Regions from separate parts of the Callithrix jacchus genome. Here all the other regions are linked to region 1. The links are chromatin contacts, called in public Hi-C maps. All regions are on one chromosome and are shown on one strand. The core of a region is the stretch at or near the end of the contact, and the rest is flanking DNA. Distances in the headings are between cores, read along the strand shown.

Evidence for each region. A called contact is a pair of places that touch in the nucleus more often than the background predicts.
Region 2: a Hi-C map of skeletal muscle shows a contact between it and region 1, with 2.9 times the contacts expected there. The contact joins two enhancer-like sites. A contact is called at or near these places in 2 of 3 Hi-C or Micro-C datasets (both in skeletal muscle).
Region 3: a contact with region 1 is called in a Hi-C map of skeletal muscle, with 12 times the contacts expected there. The contact joins two enhancer-like sites. A contact is called at or near these places in 2 of 3 Hi-C or Micro-C datasets (both in skeletal muscle).

The regions. Positions count from the first base shown.
Region 1 is chr7:91,674,304-91,678,675 of calJac240_pri, forward strand. No RefSeq gene overlaps it. Among named protein-coding and RNA genes, the nearest start is that of ACOT11, 49 kb to the right of the region's middle. Within about 2 kb of position 1,643, at least 14 of the 16 cell types and tissues checked have an H3K27ac peak or open chromatin away from gene starts, as enhancers often do. A contact at or near this core is called in skeletal muscle, where this site is marked.
Region 2 is chr7:91,310,017-91,314,304 of calJac240_pri, forward strand. No RefSeq gene overlaps it. Among named protein-coding and RNA genes, the nearest start is that of CDCP2, 41 kb to the right of the region's middle. Within about 2 kb of position 2,200, at least 1 of the 16 cell types and tissues checked has an H3K27ac peak or open chromatin away from gene starts, as enhancers often do. A contact at or near this core is called in skeletal muscle, where this site is marked.
Region 3 is chr7:91,270,870-91,275,044 of calJac240_pri, forward strand. All of the region lies in intron 3 of TCEANC2 (transcription elongation factor A N-terminal and central domain containing 2), which reads left to right. It also overlaps the pseudogene LOC100390757. Among named protein-coding and RNA genes, the nearest start is that of TCEANC2, 25 kb to the left of the region's middle. Within about 2 kb of position 1,507, at least 3 of the 16 cell types and tissues checked have an H3K27ac peak or open chromatin away from gene starts, as enhancers often do. A contact at or near this core is called in skeletal muscle, where this site is marked.

The DNA of each region.
Region 1 (4,372 bases), core at 393-2,892:
CTCCATGTTTGACAGGCTGGTCTCAAATTCCCAACCTCAGGTGATCCGCCCGCCTCAGCCTCCCAAAGTGGTGGGATTACAGGCGTGAGCTACCCTGCATGGCCCCTCTTAGCTTTTTAACGCTCAGCTCTGTTCTGTCCCTTCCTTGGTCAGAAAGCTTCAGGAACCCCGCCCCCCAGCCTGTTCTGCAACTGTCTGATGGATAAAGCCCCAACTTCTGCCCCTTCTAGACCCAGGGTCCCAAGACCTAGCCCAGTCCCAACCCGTTTATGTTTTCCGCGCTCCATTCATTCAATGTGCAAATATTTGTTGAGCCCTTACTATATGCCAGGAATTATGCTGGGCATTCAGGAGATTGTCGATGCACAAATGCACAGAAACCAAGTGTGTTTCGAGAGCTCCGGGGTTCAGGGGCTCTGAGGAGGGGCATGGAGTTGAGAGAGGGACTGGGCTGCCGCCAGCTTTCTTCTCACTGGTTTCCTGTTTACCATTAGCAGCTGCCCATCCCTCCTAGCGCACAAATACCCAAGTGAACCTTGGTATGTTTTCAGACCCGCAGCTCAATCACAAGCATGAAGCAGGCGACTTGAAATCCACCTTCAGCTGCCTTGAAAACCTGCACAGGAACGCCTTTAGATTCCCCCGCCCATGCTCTCCCCAGTTTCAATCTTCCTTTCCCCCTTTTGAGGACATAGGTCCCCTTGAAGTTTTTGTTTGCTTGCAGTAGGGGAAAAACAGCTTTACGTGTAGAGGGTTTTTTCCTTTTTTTTTTTTTTTTTTAATATTAAGCATCAAGAGACACAGCAATCTGCTTGGAGACACTGTACGTGCATAATTAATAAAATCGCATTATTTATTTATAAAGAGACACACGAGGAACGGGAGAATTAGGGCTATCCCCATTATATATGAAGAGAGGGAGAAAGAGTGAAGAGGCAAAATACTTTTTGAACATTAGATCCTTCCAGAGAAGTGTCTCTTAATATGCAGTGAATAAACGACATGTATTCCTCATCCAAGTGGTGCCCTGTGCCCAGAAGGCATCAGAAAAACAGAAACCTGGTTCAGGGGCTTAAAAAAGGAACCGGATCGATGTGGCGCTCGCAGTGCCCAGCATGCCGGCGTTGGTTAGTTGGCAGGAGAGCAGGAGAGAGAGGAGGCGCGGTGGAGGGTTTGGGCGCCTGGAAAGCGGCTTGAGAGCTAGTCCGGGGCTTCCAAAGGAGGGGGACTTGGGGCACAGAATCCCTGGCAGGTGAGGGAGAAGCGGCTACAGTCGCCCCACTGGGCACCACATACATAACCCAGATGCCAGCGAAGGGGAGCCCCTGGTTTCGATTAGCCCATTGCAAACCAGGTCACATGAACTTGGTGGTGGCCAGGGGGTTCTAGATGGCAGCTTTGTCCTTGGACCTCTGCATCCCGGATGCCCGGGCAAGATCGCCAGTATCAATAACCCAACTTATTATATAACAGCCTCGGAGACCGGGAGGCAGGGTCAGGTCCTGCCAGGCTTCTAGAGCTGTCAGTGGACCTTCTCTGTCCTCGTCTCTCTCCCTCTTCCTCTCATTTTTTTTTCTTGAGACATGCTTTAAAATAGAAAACAGGCTTGTGCAGGAACCAAACACACAGAGAGGGGTGGTTTGTAGGGATTTTTCCCCCCACCTCCCTCGAGGGCAAGCAACTCCTGCAGCGCCACTCTCGGCCTTCCCCGGGCGGTGGGCTCGGCGCGGGGGGCGGCGCAGGGAGGGCGGCGTCGGCCGGGGCAGCAGCCTCCGCAGGGTTACCCGGGCGCGTGCAGGGAAACGTCTCAGCAATTCCAGCGCCCGAGCGGAGCGCGCGGGGGGGTGGGGGCGCGCAGCGCGGGGCACCTTGAAACCGCCGGCGGCCGCGCGCTGATTGGCCGAGCCGCAGCCTCGGCGTTCCAGCCAGGCGCCCCTCCCCCCGCGCCGTCCACCCCGGAAGGAATTTCCTCCTCTGGCGGCCGCTATTGTTGTCCACCTTCGCTGTTTGGGTCGGATCGCGTAACCATAGTATCCAAACTGTCCGCGCGGGGCCCCAGCCTGGGACCCCTGTGCCCCCACCCCTCCAGCCCACCCCCCACTTTTTTTTTTTTGCAGCCTACTTATCATGACTTCATCGGACTCCGGGGAGCGGGAGAGGGGGCTGGGGCGGGGGGCGGGGAGCGGTCTCGCTTCTGGCGGCCCTGACTTCGAGATGTTTTCAATTATAATTTTTTAAAGTCTGCTTTGTGGGTTCGGGTCTTTAAAATTCTTCCTACTTGCCCCACTCCCCATGAAACCGTTGGACCAAACTTGAATGGGGTTTTCCTCCGTTTCCCCTTTACCGTCTAGGCTCCAAACCCTGACTTTACGGCTCACGGTCGGGGATGGGGGAAATTCGCAGCAGGAGTCACCCCCCCAAACGCTACCCTTCAGATCGTTACTGTCTCCTGGCCCCTGGCCTGGATTTGAGCTGGGGTAGCGAGGCTGATGGTGGGGTGAAAACATCATCCACTGCAGCACCCCCTACCCCGGGGCGCTTCCTGGCGGGGTTGGGGGATCCCCAGAGATTGATCTTTGGTAGGTGGTGCGGTGTGGATGCCCATCAAACATCGGGGAGGGGTGGCAGCAGAGGGATGAAGGGGAGACGGGGAAAGCAGCTGACAGGTTACTGGAAAAACAAGCCCCCTCGCCCCTCGAATTTCTCTCACGGGTCTCCGAGCTCAGACATCCTAGTCCGCGCCGGCAGCCCGAGCCGAATGCCTGCTCCCACCCCCGGCCAAAAAATAAAACAACCCCAAACAAAACCCTGTCCCCAGAAGTGCATTCGGCTGGGAGAGGTGGGGAGCCAGCAGCGAGTCCGCACCGAGCCGGCGACGCGCAGCGCGGGAGCCCCCGGGCTGGGGCCGGCCGCGGGGGGCGGCGTGTGTGCGGGGGCGGGGGTGTCCAACATTCCCAGAACTCAAATATTCTCCCGGCGCTGGGCCGGACGGGGGCAGTGACTGCTAGGGCCCAAGCTCGGGGCAACACTGCCCCCTAGGGGCCGCCGCCGGAGGTTTGCAGCTGGGGCTGGCGAGGGGTCTGGAGGTTTGTTTGGGTCTAGCCCTGGGACCAGGCACTTTGGCCCGCACGTTTCACCGGCCAGCGGATCCGGGGAGTACCCGGGCAGGGCTACTATGATCCCCTGGCCGACCAGTGACAGGCCAGAGGCCTTCAAGTGCCAGTTCTGGGAGCTGGGGAGATATGGTAGTAGGGTTTGTATTTTTGCTCTAGAATTTAAAACTTTGGAAGACAGTTTTCCATAGGCTCTTGGTGATGGATGGAAACTTTTAAGATCATGACTGAGTCCCCTCATGGTGCAGTTGGAGAAACTGAGGCTCAGAGAAGGGAATGATTTGCTCAGGGATATGGGGTTTGAACCTGTCCTCCCAGTTGTCATCTGCGGCCCTGTGGCTTTTTCGGGCTCACAAAGTCCTCTTTGATTCCTCTGACACCCATGGCTTGCTGTCAGGCATCACCACTCTCATTTTACAAATGAGAAATTAGAGAGGTCTCAACTTGCTCAGTGAGCCTATCTTTTAGTTCAGCCCTCTAGACCGTGGGGACTTGGGGGACCTGAACCTTAGGGTCAATTAGCAGGCCGGCCTTCTGCTCTGGGGCCCCATGGTATTCTATGGTCATCCCTGCCATACCCGGGTGGAGGTGGCTGCTCCAGGCTGGTGGCGGGTGGTGGTAATTTAACAGCGGGGTTGAGTTTGCTGAAACCTAGGCTCTTGGCCTCTAAACAGCTGCCATCAATGGTCCTCAGTTTCACCATCTTTAGAGTGGTTGGTAGCAAGCGGATCTAAGAGTCTGGAATCTTCCAGTGGTTGGGGACACTGTACGCTCCGCCTCTTTGGTCTGCCACGCCCTCTCCTTCTCTCCTTCCTTTCTAGGTTGTGGTCTGCAGGCTGGCTTCCTCCCGCCTCCCTTCCTCCCTCCCTGCAGGGCTCCTGCAGCCGCCCCTCTCTCCCCTCCCCTCCCCTCCTGGCCTGTGCTGACTGCCGGAGGGAGCAGTGGGCACAGAGCCAGTAGAGTGTCAAGTCAACCCCTGGGGAAGATGGGGTGGGGGGCTGCCGGGTTGCTGCTGAGGCGCTGTCAGAGGCTGCAGCTCTGTGCTGGCAGGGACAGAGTCCCCAGGGGTTATTTCTGTCTAAGGTAACTGGTGTCCGAGCTTGCTGCTAGCCTCCTTCCTGTCCCTAGAGACCAGGGAAACTGTTCTGGGAGTCATCTGGAGTCTTCCCTCTCCCTCACTGCCCACGGACAGTCAGGCACCAAGTCTGGGCCTTTCTCCTCTTAAATATCTCCCGTTGTCCCTTTTTCTGATGGGAGAT
Region 2 (4,288 bases), core at 950-3,449, 360 kb before region 1:
ACAACCCTGCAAGGCAGACAGTATCACCATCCTCGTTTGGCAAATGAAAAGCTGATGGCTCAGCGAGGTTAAATGACTCAGCCCGTAGGCCACAGACAGTTTCCAGTTTCAGTCTGTGGGAGTGATTGGATGGGCGCCCCAGGGCGGGCCAGCCTTCCTCTCTGGCAAGGCTGCCATGCTCCCCAGTGCCCTGGTTTTAGCTTTGACTGGATCCATGAGGAACCAAGTCAAAGATCAAGTCAAGGAAACTCCTGTTTTCTGGCTAAGAAGTATCACTTGCCTTAATCTCTTCACTTTCTCTTCAGCTCCATTAAGGAGCATTTAACTTTTGGAAGGAGTCATTTTCCACAAAGAAACAGGGTTCTTAAAAATCACTGTGGGTCAGGCTCAGTGGCTCACACCTGTATTCCCAGCACTTCAGGAGGCCAAGATGGGCAGATGGGCAGAACTCTCGAGCTGGGGCAACATGGCGAAACCCCAACTCTACAAAAATATATTAAAAAATTAGCCAGGCATGGTGGCGTGCACCTGTAGTCCCAGCTACTAGGGTGGCTGAGGTGGGAGGATCACTTGAGCCAGGAGGTTGTGGCTGCAGTGAGCTAGCATGGCGCTGCTACACTCCAGCCTGCGTGACAGAGACCCTGTGTCAAACAACAACAAAGTGTAGTCATGCATATAATAACCATAAAAGCTGACATTTATGGAGTATTTATTAAGTGCAAGACTATGCGCAGTGCTTTTCACGCATTATCTCAATGTTTGAAATTTCAATAATTTATGTGAATAAAGGAATTCCGTACATGTGATTTAATTTAAAAAGAAAAGACATTACGAAATGGTGAAGAGAGCAAAGTAGGTCTCCCTGCCTCCTCTGCACTCCCGTGCCCTCCTCCCCTTCCCACAGGCCACACGGTGACCAGTTCCTTTTATCCAGCAGAGTCCATGAATGATCCTCAACAGCCCTTTGAAGTATTATTCTGGAATTACATATTAGGAAACTGAGGTTCTGAGACAGGAAGTCACTTTCCCAAGGTCACACCACTTCAGGGCAGAGCTAGGAGTTCGTCCCAGATGGGTTGACTGAAGCCCATGTGTTGAGGGTCACCCTGCCTCCCACAAAGAGGAGAGAACCAGAAATTTGAGCTGAGAAGTGTGTGCTGGGCAGCCAGCTGGACTCTCTCACAAATGGGCTTTGTCTGCCTACACTGATCTTGAAGAATTCAAATTTGGATCTCAGCAAACTGACCAATTACAAGCTGTCACAGACCATCTAGGTTATTGACAAATAGTCAAAGCTGCAAATACTACAATCCTGAATCCTCCCAGTCATCCATTCTTGCTGTTTCCTGCCTCCTTGCTCCTTTACACCCTTGGTTGGTCATTTGCAGGCGTTAACTCAGACAAGCTGCTCAGTATAAAGAAGGTCATGGGAAGCAGGGGAGGCGGTGCACAGCTCTGCAGTCTGACACCAGGCTAGGCCTCAGCTCTGCCCTCTGCATGGCTGGGGCAGTCCTGTCCCTCTCCAAGCCTCAATGTCTTCATTTGGGAAATGGGATTAATTCTATTTAATCAAAAGGTTTGGAGATCCTCAAGAGAGGTAATGAAAGCCAAATGGTAATTAGCAAAACCCCATGCAAATATAATTTTAATAACAATAAAGGAAAGTTGGAATAAACCTAGTGGCCTCTATGTGAAATAAGCTGGCTTAACTCACACCTGCTATCTGTTCACTTCCTTCCATTCCACCCACCAAGCTGCATTTATAAAATCTTTTACAGTTTACAAAATCCTTTTCATCCTGTTTTGTTAGCCCCTGTCCAAGCCCTATGAGGCAGGAGGTTCCATAGATTCCCTATCCTGGTGCCCCACACTGCCTTCTCTCTGGTCATGACTGCCCCGGGGCAAAGGCTGCAAAGAGAGAGCCCAGGTTCCTTGACTCCCAGTCCTACAAAGTACAGAGTGGAGTCTGACTTACCTGCACCCCCTTTGTGGATTACAGCTTATCAGTTGAGAATTCTTGGTCAGGCCACCTCTTCTCTCTGAACCCAAGCAATCTCAACAGTGATATGCAGGTGACAATCACTCCCAGTTGACAGATCAGGAAACTGAGGCTCCAGAAGAAGAAGTGACTTGCCCAAGGTCACAGATCTGGTGAGAGGTGGTGTGGTCCTCACACCTGGCTTTATCACTGCCCTGCTTAACACCTGCAGTGGCTGCCCTGGCCCACTGGCTAGAACTCGTGGCCCTGAGCTTAACTCTTGAGGCTTGCAGTGATCTGGCCCCCACCTCCCTCCCCAGATTCATCTCTCAGCGCCCTTTCTACACCTCAGCCTTACCAACTGTGTCATCATTCCCCAAACACGCAATGACTTCTCAACCCCTTGTCTTTGCACGTGATATTCCCTGTGCCAGGCTGCCTGTGGTCTCCTGACCAACCTTGATTAATCCCTCCTACGCTCCCTTTGACAGGTATGTGACACAATGAGCTTTCCTTGTTGTTGTCATCATTACTGTACTGATCATTTCACAGAGTGGATCAGACCCCAAGCTTTGGAGCTAAACTGCTTGAGATTAAAGCCTGGCTCAACCACTTACTAGATGAGTGATTCTGGACAATTTTGTCAACATCTCTGTGCTATTTTCTCAGTTGTATCATGAAGGCTTCTCCTGGGATTGTTGCAAAGAATAAATAATACACATAGAATGATGGGCACAGAGCCTGGCATAGAATAAGTGCTCATTCAATATAGGCTACCTCTTATTATTTTCTGTGATTTGTATTTGCCTATCCCTGTGCTGGGCACAGCCAGCTGACCTACATGTGGTCTCTGGCTTCAGTCCCCAGGGGAGAAGAGAGGCAGATAAATATCCCATGATATTGCATTCATTCTGATCAAGCCACTGTTTTGTTGAAAGCATCCTGCACTTGTGTTCATGAGCTCTAAAGAGCAAACACCATTCTGCAACCACTTCTTCCTCACCAGACATGGACTGGGTCCTCATGCCCCCACCCCACTGCGTGTCTCATCCATGGGGAATGGTTTTGGCAGCTCCCCATTCTCTTCAGGTTAACCCCAGAGACAGGCTGTTCCCAGAGTGCAAGGGAAGACTCAGCTGCAGCACAATTTATCTCCCTGGGCTGCTCCCTCAGCTGAGATTTATGGGCTGTGCCTGTCACAGTGACCCTGCAGGCTCAATTACAGATCTGCTTCTAGGCTAGACTGGGGCAGAAACCTGCCCAGATTTACCAAGTGGCCCCGAGGGAGAGCCACAGGCCCTGTCAAACCTGGGACCTCCGAGGGCAAGGGGCCATTTAGCTGCCTCTCCTGTCACACACAAGGAAACTGAGGCTAGACACAGGAAGACACATACAAAGCTCCCACTAGTGAAAATGGGCCCAGTGTGAAGTCTAACGTGGACCCTGAGTGCCACCGAGGGAGCTTATTTTTCTATACGTGAGTATATGACTTCACTATTACTCAAATAGTTTTCTTTTTATGTAACAAAATTATTTATGAGGGAAACATGCTTTGAAACTTGAACCAAAAGCAAAATATTGCGCTTCCATAGACAAAGACCATATTCTGTCCCCACAAGCACATTAGGATGTATTAGATGAGGCCGGGCATGGTGGCTCACGCTTGTAATCCCAGCACTTTGGGAGGCCGAGGCAGGCGGATCACCAGGTCAAGAGATCAAGACCATCCTGGCCAACATGGTGAAACCCTGTCTCTACTAAAAATACAAAAATTAGCTGGGTGTAGTGGCACACACCTGTAATCCCAGTTACTCGGGAGGCTGAGGCAGGAGAATTGCTTGAGCCTGGGAGGTGGAAGTTGCAGTGAGCTGAGATCGAGCCACTGCACTACAGCCTGGAGCCTGGCAATGGAGCGAAACTCTGTCTCAAAAAAAAAAAAATTGAGTGTATTAGATGAAACCGAAACATTGCCTGGCTTCACCGGCTTGTGGTTACAAAATGGAGTCCCATTTTTGCCAAAAAGGCAATGCCCATGAGCCCCACTTCTACATAAGCAGAAACATCCTTCTCAGAAGCTCTCCTAGTTATTACTGGGAGTCCCCAAGAGTAGCCGCAAGCTAGCCTGTCAATTGCAGTCACCATATTTGCCGGTTCTTCCTCTCCACCCTCTGGCTCCTTCATCAGTATCCTCAGTTAGTGAGGCCTTTGGAAGGAGTCCCATTGCTGCTGCCGTTAATGGTGCCTGCAATGAGGTTAGTGTCGGGGCAAAGATGCCTTATCCTGGTGGCCCACACTGCCTTCTTTCTGGTC
Region 3 (4,175 bases), core at 257-2,756, 400 kb before region 1:
CTTTCTTTGCCTTCAGTTTCTCAAGTTCTGGGTCGTAGCAGATCATGACCAGCTGCATCCGGGTGTCCGTGGTCTGGTTCTCCAAAATGTCCACACGAATCTTCTTCTCTTCTGTCTCCCCACACAGGTTGTGCTTGCGGGCAATGTAGCGCAGGATGGCGTTGCTCTAGGTGATCTTGTGAGCCCCATCAATCAAGTAGGGCAGATTAGGAAAGTCCAGGCTTAGCTTGAATTTGTCCTTCAGCCACTGGCTTCTGTCATAGTCAGGAGCGTCCCCCATCATATAGGTCTTTTCCTTGTAGCTTGAGTCTATGTATTCCAGGAGCAGGCGGATGGTGTGGGCCAGCCTGCGGAGGTCCCAGTACCCCACTGTCGTGGGCATGGTGCTGGTTTGTGCTGGTTCTGCAAACAGGCCTCAAGTGGCGCTGGAGTCAGACTTTTAGTCCGGAGAAAGGAGAGGAAGGGCCTATTTTTTTTTTTTTAACTTTCATTTTAGGTTTGGGGGTACATGTGAAGGTTTGTTATATAGGTAAACTCTCTGTGTCATGGGGGTTTGTTGTACATATTATTTCGTTACCCAGATATTGAACCTAGTACCCAATAATTATGTTTTCTGCTCCTTACCCTTCTCCTACCCGCCACACTCAAGTAGACCTCAGTGTCTATTCCCTTTTTTGTGTTCATAAGTTCTCATCATTTAGCTCCCACTTATAAGTAAAACATGCAGTATTTGGTTTTCTGTTCCTGCATTCGTTTGCTAAGGATAATGGCCTCCAGCTCCATCTATGTTCCTGCAAAGGACATGACCCTGTTCTTTTTTTATGCCTGCATAGTATTCCATGGTGTATCTGTACCACATTTTCTTTATCCAGTCTGACATTGGTGGGCATTTTAATTGATTCCTTGTCTTTGCTATTGTGAATAGTGCTGCAGTGAAGATGGGTATCTTATTAGCAACCTATGAGCTTTAGAAACAGCTGCTACTGGAACCATTTAATGTTAACTATAGGAAGACATGATGAGCATTTCTGGTGACTATGAGAAAAATGCATAGGAAATGGGTGTTAGTAAAGATCAGTTAGAAATCAGGAGATCAGATAGGAGGTCATTCAGATATTCATTCATGTGCCAGGCAGTGTTCTAGATGCCTGTGATCAAAACAAGACAAAAATCCCTATCCTTCTGAAGCTTACATTCTAGTGAGGAGACAGGCAATAAAGAAGAAACATAATAAATAACTTGTTTAGTTATGTTAGAAGATGATAAGTGCTATGCAAGAGAAAAAGTCAAGAAAGTTAAGGGGGATGGGGAATGTGGATGGTGTTGAGGGGAGTGGGCCTGATTGAGAGAGATTTGAGCAGAAACTTGAAGGAGGTGAGAAAGTGAGCCGTGAGGATGAGTTATGGCCATAAACATTGAGCTGAGACACAATGAAGGCTTGGAGGGTAAAGGCTGAGGGAATGGAGGAGGACTGAGAGAATGGAGATGTGAAATAGCTCCTTAGAGAAACCTTATCAGGGATAATGGGCTGGATTTAGCAAGGACTGACCATAGGAGTGAGGCAAAATGGGGATGTCCCGATGCCTCTCGCTGTGTTGCCACCTTTATCTTCTCCCCTGGCTCCCTCTTTCTGCTTTCAGAGAAGCACAAATCTTCCCTTTTAACTGTCTTTGCCACCTTTTCCAAACACCTAATTTCTCTTCTATTTATAGCCAGATTCCTTTAAAAATGTTGTCTTCTCGCAACTCCCATTTCTGGCCTGCCCACTCCTTTGGGAAAACCGTTCCAAGCTGGCTTCTCCCACAACCACTACTCTCTCAGGACACAAGTAACTTCATTCAATCCAAATCCAGTGGTCTTGTCTTAGTTCTCATCTTTCCAGACTGTGAATTTGAGACCATGGATCACTCCCTTTCTGTTGACATAAATGACACTGAACTGGTTGCCAGTTCTGTATCTATTTTTAAACTGTTTGTTACCTTCATAGCCCTTATCTCAGTTTGTAATCACCTATTTAATTATTTACTTCTTTTTTTTTTTATTTGTTAGGCAGTAACTCCATGCCAGCAGAAGTTACATTTTATTTACCAGTGTATTTCAAGCATTAGTGGCATATAGCAGGAGCTCAGGATAGAGTCCTCAAATGAGTGAAAATGACAAAGTTGAACAAGTTTTCTCCATGGCTCTTCTGGCCTTCTATGTCCTTGTTTCTTTCCTGTTTGTTTCTTCAGTCATCATCCTCTCTCCCCTAACAGGGTGCTTTTCCTTAAAGTTCAGCCCATAGTCTTTTGCTGCTGCTTTGAAGCATTTAGCCAGAGAGCTTGTCCATGTCTCCAACTTAGCTGAAGCCTTAATTCAGATACCTCTTGGATATGCATCTCCTGTTCTGATCCATTTTTGAATCTTAGATTTTTAGAAAGGTTGTTCCAATTTACATTCCTACCATTTTCTTAAATCTTACAAATGTAGGAAGTAAAAATAGCATCTTGTTTTCATGTGCTGCATAGAATGAATTGTCTTCCATGCGATTTTTTGGCACTTTGTTCTTCTTTTTGTAAACTGTTCATGTTCTTTGTCCATTTGTGCTGGGATCTTAACAATTTTTCTAATATATTTCTATGAGCTCTGTAAATGTCAGTATAATAACCCTTTTAAATCCATTTACCTACTTCAGTTTATAAACAAGGAAACTGAGACCTAGAGAGATGAAGTGACTTATCCAGGGCCACCTAGTGAGTTAGCACCAGAGATGTAATGAGAATCCAGGTCTCCTGGGGCAGTGTCCCTTCCTGGTTAGCAGACTGCCATTGTGCCCTGGACCCCAGCCATATGTCCCTTTATTTTATTGGACTGTCTCTATGGGTTCTGCCATCTGTTTTAAATCAGAATTTAGTGCCTTTTCTTATATACCTCAAATGGGAGTTTTCTTTCAGTGTTTCCATTTGCATCAGTGTCCCTAGAGTTTTGCTCTCACATAAACCCATTAAGTGGAAATGTCCAGCAGAAAATTGGATATGTGGAATTCAAGCTCAGATGCAAAATTTAGACTGGAAATACTTATTTGGAAGTCATTTGCCAGGAAGTGTTTGCTTACAATCACCTACATAGATGAAGTCTCTGAGTAAAAGGAAAGATGAAGGGGCTGAAGGACTGAACCTGGGAGGAAATCTATGCAGGGGAAGTGGAAGGAAGAAGAGGAACCAGGTAAAGAGGCTAAGGAAGTGTAGTTAGACAGGAAGAGAGCCAGGGCAGTACAAAGGCATGCTGGCCAGAGGGTGTTCTTAGAGGCAGGGGAAATGGGCGGCCCCAGTGTCAAGTGTTGTGGGAAGTTGAGGGCCAGCTAGTAAAAAGTCTTTGGAGCGGGCAGTTACAAGGCCTCTGTGAGCGGATACCTTTATTATTATTATTGTTTTCTTTTTTTGAGACAGAGTTTCTCTCTTGTTACCCAGGCTGGAGTGCAGTGGCACGATCTCAGCTCACCGCAACCTCCGCCTCCTGGGTTCAAGTAATTCTCCTGCCTTAGCCTACCGAGTAGCTGGGACTACCTAGTGAGTTAGCATCAGACTACAGGCATGTGCCACTGATACCTTTATTATTAAGGAAACCAAAGAGCACTGGGTGTCGGTAAATAGCTGATCAGGCAGTGGAATTAGGCCTTGTACTCTCAGCCTGGTGAGCAGAGTCTCTATATGTGAATTTTCACAATACTATATATATGAATATTCTGGGAAAGTTTGGTCAATCATATCTGATTTAAGAGATGCTGTATTTTTGTTTATGATTCATTAACAACAACAAAACCCCTCTTCTTACAAAGTACTTTCACATCTATGACCTTGTTTGATCTATATAACAGTTCTGGAAAGTAAGGGTAATTTTTTTTTCACTTTACAGACGGAAAAACTGAGGCTTGGAGAGTTTAAAGTAACTTGCCCCAGGTTAGACAACCAAATAATAAGTGACAAAGCTAAGATGTTCTTATACCATGTTATGCCATTTCCTGAAACCTAAAGAGGAATAAAAGGCTAAAATCAAAATGATGGTAGGACTGCATTCCTTTCTGGAGGCTCTAGGGGACAATCTGTTTCCTAGACTAGTTGCCTTTTCTAGTTTCTAGAGGTCACCTTTATTCCTTGGCTTGTAATCCCCTTCCTCCATCTTCAAAACTTGCAATG